2 separate regions of the Astyanax mexicanus genome follow, and region 1 is linked to region 2. Evidence: chromatin contacts called from public Hi-C data. All regions are on one chromosome and are shown on one strand. The core of a region is the stretch at or near the end of the contact, and the rest is flanking DNA. Distances in the headings are between cores, read along the strand shown. Region 1 overlaps bcas3 (BCAS3 microtubule associated cell migration factor). Region 2 holds the start of tbx2b (T-box transcription factor 2b).

Region 1 (5,333 bases), core at 1,920-4,419, 390 kb after region 2:
TGAGTGTTGATGTGTAATGTGTTTGTGTGTAAAACGTGTAAATTGTAAAGCATCCTTGGGTTTCTAGTTGAACTTCATTCATTCATACAATACTACAATACCTAATACTACAATACCTATTACTACAATACCCATTACTACAATACACAATACTGACACAACAGTCAGACCAGCGGCTACAGATACTTCCACTGTTAACTGGTACAGTAACTATAGTTCACTGTAATACTATATTAGCACAGCATATTTTATGTCATAAACCAGTATGAGCTGTTTAGTTTTTTCCAAATATGATAACTGCTTCAAACATATCTATAATATTTTATTACATGACTGTGCATAACTATTTTTGTTTATGACACAAACATTATCATTTATTTACAACGTACACATTATTTTAAAGAGAAAAACTATAAGGCACATCTAAAATCCTTTAAAATGCCTTATAATCCGGTGCTCCTTATGTATGAATTATACCAGTCAGGTATTAAGGAGCAGTAAAGCCACTCTGAACACTGAAGTACAGAGTTATAGAGGAGTTTCAGTGAAGTTTCTCCAGCACTAAGGCTGGAGCAGTATTAGCATTAGCTGCTAACCACACTAAGCACTAGCTCTTTCAATTCAGCAATCTTTGTGGCCTCAGTAGTGGGGGTATGGCCAGCAGAGCATAGGGACTTTTCATTTATTCGCTTTTATATTTTATGCCAAAAGAAGGGAGACAAGGATTCATTTTCCTGCAAATATTGTATTTTTTCATAATAATAAGTACAATTTTAACTTCAGTTAGTTTGTAAGATTTATGAAATGTACCAGAATTTTATCCTATTAAAAATACAGCTTAAATTTATGTACTTATGGACTTCACTGACCAAAAAGAAGCATATTTGTAGTCCTATAATTACAGAATACTCCACTCATACCAGCACAACACACAATAATACACAATAATACACAATAATACACACTAATAAACACTAACACACCATCATGCCAGTGTCACTGCAGTGCTGAGTATTACCCATTACCCAAATAATAAATAATAGCAGCTCTGTGGGGTCCTGACCACTGAGGAACAGGGTTAAAGGAGGATAATAATAATAATGCATACAGAGAAACAGAAACAGGAATACAGCTTAATTATCGAACTAATCAAATAATAATACTATAGTATTATATAATACAGCTCTATGCTTCTAGACTCTAGACTGTAGACTGTGAAGGACTATATGGAAACATAGTGAAGAGTTTTTTCTATAGAGGTTTAGGTCGTATTAACCAATAAATCAATGTATTAAAAATAATTGTGTGGATAAACGTTATATAAAGTGCCTGGAAAAGAACATTAACACTAATAGTGAGAGAGGAGACGTCTCACAGTGTGGTGAGAACTTCAGTAGGCCAGTCGAGAGCCTAAGGTCATGAGAAGTGTCAAAAAGGCATTTCCTCACGATGGGAAAGAGAACTACACTTCATCAAGCCTGATAAAACGACACCGCCTGATAAAGCAGCACCAGCTTTCACATGAGAGAGAGCGAGAGAGAGAGCGAGAGAGAGAGAGAGTGAGTGTACTGGTCATTACTACAGATTTCTACACACATTTATAGACATTGTGTCACCAACTGGCCAATCAGTTTCTCTGATTTTACTATTTATAGGTTTATGTTTGAGTAAAATGAACATTGTTGTTTTATTCTATAAACTACAGACAACATTTCTCCCAAATTCTAAATAAAAATATTCTCATTTAGAGCATTTATTTACAGAAAATGAGAAATGACTGAAATAACAAAAAAAAAGATGCAGAGCTTTCAGACTTCAAATAATGCAAAGAAAACAAGTTCATATTCATAAAGTTTTAAGAGTTCAGAAATAATCAATATTTGGTGGAATAACCCTGGTTTTCAATCACAGTTTTTTTCATGCATCTTGGCATCATGTTCTCCTCCACCAGTCTTACACACTGCTTTTGGATAACTTTATGCTGCTTTACTCCTGGTGTAAAAATTCAAGCAGTTCAGTTTGGTGGTTTGATGGTTTGTGATCATCCATCTTCCTCTTGATTATATTCCAGAGGTTTTCAATTTGAAAAAAAAAAAATATATATATATAAAAGTAAATATTGTGATTATTATTTATGGAATAATGGCCTAAAATGATTACATATTTTCTTAGCAAGAGCCTATATCAAAAACAATGCACATTCTCTTTAAAATAAAAAACTTATAATCAAACGTTATAAAACAAGCAACTTAAGATCCTGCAAAATTCAGCAATTTAGCATTTCCATGTTGAATAATAATAATAAAAAAAAAAATAATAATAATAATAATAATAATAATAAAAAGAAGAAAATAAGTAGAAGAAGAAGATTACAAAAAACAGTAAGTAATGATGTTAACTCAAAGACCATAAAAAGGTCATAAAAGATCTTAGAAAGTATGTTTTACTTTATTCTATTAACTACAAATACATAAAACAGTGAACTAAATCATACTATTGTGCAAAAACATCATAAAACTCAACTAAAATTATGGTATTTAGAGCAAAATTCTGTGTTTCCATATCAAAAGCTGTGGGAGGAGTAGCGTTTAAAAAATCAGGAATATAATAATAATAATAATAATAAGAAGAATAAGAATAAGAAGAAGAAGAAGAAGAAGAAGAAGAAGAAGAAGAAGAAGAAGATTACAAAAAACAGTAAGTAATGATGTTAACTCAAAGACCATAAAAAGGTCATAAAAGATCTTAGAAAGTATGTTTTACTTTATTCTATTAACTAAAAATACACAAAACAATGAACTAAATCATACTATTCTGCAAAAAATGTGAAAAATAATTCCATTCATATTGTAAAACTCTCGACTCGTGTGTGTTTAAGGCAGAACTAGAGGCGGATACGGCGGCGTTTGCTCTTAAGAGGAGGTCATTCATAAAACTGTGCAGAAATGATGTTATTTAGAGCAGCTCAGAGGAGCTGCAGCTCTTCTGCTGGATTAGATTCATATCAGGACAGAAGTGAGCAGCAGATTTCTGGCCTTCAGAACTGAGCTCTTCCTCCTGCTGCACCGAAAACCTGAGAACACAGCGCCACACCCAGGCCAGAGCGGGCGCTGCACTGCGCCTGTGCTCGGTCCTGCGGCTTTAACACAGCACAGGATCAGCGGCGCAGTAAATCAGCGGGACCGCGGCTCTGAACCGGACCCTGCATTAAAACCAGCGCAGGGCTTTGATGCTGCAGCTGATTGGATGCCTGATGTTTACTGAGCAGATGAGCGGCACTTTATCTTTAACAGCCAGTTGTCTTAAAGTTGCAGAGAGATGGCTTTCAAGAGTGTGTGTGTGTGTGTGTGTGTGTGTGTGTGTGTGTGTGTGTGTGTGTGGAGAGGAGAAGGCGGTGTGTGATTACAGAGAGTATGTTGGTCGGCCCAGCTGGAGCAGATCAAATCTGCTCATCTGACTACAACTCCCACAAACACACAAATACACTCAAACACACACACACACACACACACACACATTACACATACACTTGCACACACACACACACACACACACACTTGCACACAAAACACAATCGCACACAATCACTTACACTCCCTCACATTTAAATTAAACATACACTTGCACACGTACACATTCACATGCATTCGCACACTCGCACACACACTTGCGCGCATACACACAAAATGACACACACACGCACACTCACTCGCACACAAACTTTCGCACACAACACTTGCACACTCACTCGCACACAAACTCTCGCACACAAACTCTCGCACACACACAGAGTGACACACACTCGTACACTCACTCGCACACAAACTCTCGTACACACACACACACACTCACTCGCACACTCACTCACACACAAACTTCTGCACACAAACTTCTGCACACACACAGAATGACACACTTGTACACTCACACGCACACACACAGAATGACACACACACGCACTCACTCACACACTCATACGCACACAAACTCTCGCACACACACAGAATGACACACACGCACGCACACTCACTCGCACACTCACTCGCACACACACACGCACACACACACGCACACTCACTCGCACACTCACTCGCACACTCACTCGCACACTCACTCGCACACTCACTCGCACACTCACTCGCACACTCACTCGCACACAAACTTCTGCACACAAACTCTCGCACACTCACAGAATGACACACTTGCACACTCACTCGCACACTCACACGCACACACAGAATGACACACACACACGCACACTCACTCACACACTCATACGCACACAAACTCTCGCACACACACAGAATGACACACACGCACACACACTCACTCGCACACTCACTCGCACACACACACGCACACTCACTCACACACTCATACGCACACAAACTCTCGCACACAAACTCTTGCACACAAACTCTTGCACACAAACTCTCGCACACAAACTCTCGCACACAAACTCTCGCACACAAACTCTCGCACACAAACTCTCGCACACTCACTCGCACACTCACTCGCACACTCACAGAATGACACACACACACTCACTCGCACACTCACTCACACACTCACTCGCACACTCACAGAATGACACACACACACTCACTCGCACACTCACTCACACACAAACTTCTGCACACAAACTCTCGCACACACACAGAATGACACACTTGCACACTCACTCGCACACTCACAGAATGACACTCACTCGCACACTCACTCGCACACTCACAGAATGACACTCACTCGCACACTCACTCGCACACTCACACGCACACAAACTCTCGCACACAAACTCTCGCACACAAACTCTCACACACAAACTCTCACACACAAACTCTCACACACAAACTCTCACACACAAACTCTCACACACAAACTCTCACACACACACAGAATGACACACACACAGAATGACACACACACACACGCACACACTCACTCGCACACAAACTTTCGCACACACACAGAATGACACACACGCACACTCACTCGCAAACTCATACGCACACAAACTCTTGCACACAAACTGTCGCGCACACACAGAATGACACACACGCACGCACGCACGCACACTCACTCGCACACTCACTCGCACACTCATACGCACACAAACTCTCGCACACACACAGAATGACACACACACACACGCACACACTCAATCGCACACAAACTTTCGCACACAAACTCTCGCACACACACAGAATGACACACACACGCACACTCACTCGCAAACTCATACGCACACAAACTCTCGCACACAAACTCTCGCACACACACAGAATGACACACACACGCACACTCACTCGCACACTCATACGCACACAAACTCT
Region 2 (4,840 bases), core at 1,700-4,199:
ATATGAGCACTCACTGAAGGTGCAGTGGACTAGCGATCACAAGAAGATTTGGTCCATGCTAATGGTTAAAACACATTCACAAGCCGCATGATCAACAGAAACAGTTACAAAAATATCTGGGTAAATAATATAAACAAACCAATATGTTCCATGAATGGGCGAACAAAAGTCGCAAGAATAGCCACTTATACAAGGGAAAGCACAAAAAGGCAAATGCTAGTTTAAGTCAGGTTTAGCCAAGCGTCAGTCTGACAAATCTTGTCATTGCAAATAATTGTTTCCTCTTTAAAGCAAATGGTTGGTTACGTACCTTGTCATTTTGATAGGCAGTGACAGCAATGAATTCGGTCTCGGGAAACACATATGTCCTGAATGTGCTGTAGGGAAGTTTCAGAATATCGTTGGCCCTCACAATATGGAACCTAGGCTGGTATTTATGCATCGAGTTGAGTATAGTCTGAGAAAAACAAAAACAAAACAGATAGAGAGAGAAACGGAATTAGAAATGTTTTTGCATTTATTTCTGCAGCCTACATTTTACAAAACACAGAACACAAATTTTCCATTTAAGTGACCATAAATAAACAAACGTAAAAATCACATTATAATAAATAAATTATTACTTGGTTTACACGTCACATGACAGTGGGCCTGTTAAAGCAGTGCAATCAATCGGAAAGGCTTAAGTTGTGCAGGCCTAAACACGGCGGAACAGCCTTAAATATAACTAGGCTACAAGCAGCAACAACCATTACAACAAACAAACAAAAAACGTTTCAGATGTCAAATGCATGCCTGTAAAGTGTATATATATATTTATGCACCCTGTAGGATTTGTTTACGACGAAAGTAGCATGTTACTCCCAACTACACACACGCGGCTGAGCGCTGAACTTTTTTTTTTTTTACCAGCCACCATGTTTTAAAATGTCTATCATCGCTTGGAAAGCTTAATGCCTTCAGTGAGGACAACCTAATACAGTTTTCCCTCAAGGTTGCTTGAGAGTCTGGTTGTTTCATTATAGCGCGATTCCAGAACAATTCCGCTCTTCTGACCTGATTTCGGTCACTTTCCACCCTGAACCACGCAGTTCTTTGAGAATCTGCCATAAACCATATCCTACTGCAACTGAGTTCAAGAAAAACTCAGAATGAAGTGTTCACATTACTCAACCACTCTGACAATAATCGCATTATTCACAATTCCAAAGCGGAATAGTAGACGAACCGTGTGTGTGTGAATGGGGAAAACCCGAATTGTACATTGTAAATATTATATAATTGAGAATACAGGTCACTTGTATTACTATACTGGGGAAATCAATAGCAATATTGATGAACAAATAAATGAATAAATCTCTTAAAGCACCGCATAATTGTACCATGTCTTTTCAAAACATCTTTTGGAAAGAAAAGTAGCGGCAATGCAGTATAAACAGGCTACTTACAAATCCGTGCTTGTCCGAAATGTTGTTGGTCAGCTTGAGTTTATGAAATGCGACAGGCTTGGCCATCCACTGCTCTCCCGTGGCAGGGCTGTCCGGGTGGATGTACATGCGCTTAGGCATCTCCGGGTCGGCCTTGCCCGCCACCATCCAACGTGAATTGTGGAACTTATAGCGGCAGTCGTCGGCAGCGACGATGTCCATTAATAAAATATACTTGGCTTTTTTATCCAGTCCATTAATTCGGACCTTAAAGGGTGGAAACATCCTCCTGTATAGGTGAAAGGCGTGTGTTTATTAACGTTTGTCAAACATATTATTTTGTAGCAGCACATTATATTAAATTACATTAATAACTGTACAGAAACAAAAACATTTTTGTTAAAACAGTATTGTTGTATGATTCATAATTCTCACCAAAACGAGTTAGTCAGGTTCATACATTTTACATTTGTATACTTATTTACGAAAATAAAATAATATATTATATAAATATATATTCATAGAATTGTATATATTGAATGTAAATATTTAAGTGGCAGGTTTTCAACAAAAAACAAAATCTCCTCTTTCGAATAAAGCAATAAAGGCTGAAATACGCTTTTCTTCAGAGTTCAGAATTCAGAATGCAGAAAACTCCACTGCTTAGAATGTGTAGAATGTGTTCCCACAGGCCTGTGAAAACAATGCTAAATCGTTTTTTTTTTGTCCTAAAGAACTAAACCTATCACTTGTGTGTGATGTGACTTCCACGTTGCGTGTCCGTGTAGCGAACAGTAAAAGACCATACGGATGTCTGTGTGGACAACCTTCAAGTGCATAGTTTTTTTATACTCTCGCTTTATTGATTGATCGCATATACAGAAAAGCGTCTGAAAATGTTAAAAGCAGGAAAACGAGAAATATGGGAGGCAAAAAACGGAGATAAAACGGGGATATAGCGATGAATGTAGGGCCTAAAAAAAAACAAAAAACAAAAGCAAACGTTCCCAAGTAATTGTGTAAACTAAATGTTAAAGTGTGATCTCAGTATAAAAAGCGACATGAAATTACCTTCCAGATTTCGTAATAACCATTTCAGTTCCTAATTTGTGGAACTGGTCCCATAGATCCTTGGCTTCCAGTGTGACTTTCGGGTCGTCCTCCACCTCCTCCTCGGGCTCGAGGCTCTTAAGGCTGCGGAGGTGAGCCGCCTGATGGTGACTAAGCGCCGGGTGCAGTCCCGGCTCGGCGGCCCCGGCCAGCGCGTGTTCCGGGATGGGCTTGGTAAGCGCACCGGGAGGCAAAGCCAGCGCGGGGAAAAAGGAGGGCTGCGCGGCCGCCAGGAAGGCTGACATGGGGAAGTCGGTGGGCCGGTGAGCGTGGAAAGGGTGGTAAGCCATGGCAGTGCCTGAAAAGACTGGATCTCTCATCGGTGCATCCAAAACTCGCTGAGGGGAAACGGGATCGGGGGCTGAGCTGTTGTTTTTCCTCGCGTATTCCAGAGGAGCGGAGCAGGATCTCCGCTTTCGTCTTGCCGAACAGCAGCGGGAACGGGACCGAGAGCGCGGGGTAGTAGGCTGGTCCTATTTCTCTCGATCGCGTTGCAAAAAGGCGACGGAGGGACGTGGAAACGCGTGGAAAAGAAAGCAAAGGAGGAGTGGTGTTAGAGGAGACACTCCGAATACTACTACCAGTCAAAGTGAAGACATACGAGGATTGTACAGCAAATTTTAGGGTTTCCACTTTTTCCCTCCCTGCTGCTGCTGTCCTCCTCGTACCAAAAATGACCAAGACCCTTCTTTTCGATGCAGATTGGCCATCCGAACTCGAGCACCAGACCAAGACAACTCGCTCACATCCAACCTCTGTCCGAGTGCAACTGTCTCTCCCACGTCCTTCCTGCTTGGACTCCCAACTCTAATGAACCAAGCCCCCTTGATTGCTGATTTTACGCTTTCTGGACCAATTGTGGCTCTCTATAGGCGTGGTTTTGACAGCTCGGGCCAGGCCTGAGAAGGGGGGGTGGATGAAGGAGGTGAAGGGGAGGGGAGGAGGAGGGCGGACGGGAAAGGTGTCGGAAGCATTAGCAGTAAGAAAACATGTCAACAGAATAAAATATTAACCAATGACAGCGCGGCTCCAAGAGCTCCCACCCCCGCGTGGAGGAGGCCGGGCAGCGCGCGGAGGGTTGTTGAAGGCGGCGGACAGGACGGCCGCCTGCCCCGCGCTGTCTGATCCCCAAACCCTCACCTCCATATCTGCCACGGAGCTCGAGCACGAGAAGCCAAAAGAGCAAAGTGCGCTTTCTTTACTTTACTTTTCTTTTCTTTTCACCATGATGAAGTAAAAACACACATACACACAATACGACCCTCCGAGCGAACCAGCTAAAGCTTCAAACCGCTCGTGCACCACCAGCAGCGGATTCACTTCGCCAGCGGACGCGCGTGTTTACAAACACGTGAAATCGTCTCGAGCGCAGCCTATATGGTTATAAGATCACTATTAGATCACTGAAAACACTGCGGCGCTCCGTGTCTCCAGGGCTGGAGACTCAGAATAGACGACTTAATCTTTAATAAGTCTCGTTCGTCCAAATGATCAGACAATCATTTTGAAACGAGAATGTGATTCCTCCTGCAGAAGAGGAGGAGAAGAAGGAGGAGGACTAGAGGCAGAAGAACCCGGGAGCGACGCGGGGATGGAGCGGTGTTGGAGCGGTGTTGTTGGAGAGCAGCAGCGGGGTGGAGATCCACCAGCTGTGGGTGAGTTTATTCGTCTTTTTTAGGCTAACCTGAGCTAAACTGTTTGAAAGCATGGGTGGACCTCCTTGAAATAAAAATGCAGTTTAAACTTATTTCTTAATTATTAACATTGAACACACAAAAATATTTCCTTTTTCATTTTATTGTAATATTACTAGTATTATTTTGGAAGTAAATACAGACAGTCTTGCGCAACTCAAGACTATTAGTATGTTATTAATAACCTACGTATTCTATTACTGAAACAGTTGTGACAGTAGTAGTCATTTTCTCATGAAATGCACATATATTGACATAATGTCTAATATACGCTTTAAGGGTTTCTCTTATGCTGTACATTGGAACAGATTTCTACAGAGACATTTCTCACATATTTTCACACATATCTAATGTATTTGTTATTCACGTATAGTTGTGTATATAGCTTTATACTAGTCGCAGGTATGTATCTAATATGATACGATTTCTTATAGGCACATATTGGGAATAGTCGTATATAATAGTCGTATATAATATTGATAAAGCTCAAATCGACTCTAATGTTTACTAATACACAATAATAATACATAATAATTATATATGACTTATTATATATGACTTATTTCATATGTGTTATGTGTAGAGGTTACTTTTGATACACCTTCAAAT

The links. Hi-C and Micro-C count contacts between places; a contact is called where the count stands out from the background.
Region 1: a contact with region 2 is called in a Hi-C map of muscle, with 18 times the contacts expected there. The contact joins the enhancer-like site here to the promoter of tbx2b in region 2. A contact is called at or near these places in 2 of 3 Hi-C or Micro-C datasets (both in muscle).

The regions. Positions count from the first base shown.
Region 1 is chr18:820,897-826,229 of AstMex3_surface, forward strand. All of the region lies in intron 15 of bcas3 (BCAS3 microtubule associated cell migration factor), which reads right to left. Among protein-coding and RNA genes, the nearest start is that of bcas3, 130 kb to the right of the region's middle. Within about 2 kb of position 3,170, the one cell type or tissue checked has an H3K27ac peak away from gene starts, as active enhancers do.
Region 2 is chr18:432,671-437,510 of AstMex3_surface, forward strand. tbx2b (T-box transcription factor 2b) reads right to left here and starts at 2,950. Exons shown (of 7, transcript XM_007258875.4): 1 at 2,499-2,950; 2 at 1,449-1,716; 3 at 311-457. The coding sequence starts at 2,857. LOC111193726 (a long non-coding RNA gene) reads left to right here and starts at 3,537. Exons shown (of 2, transcript XR_002650656.2): 1 at 3,537-4,192.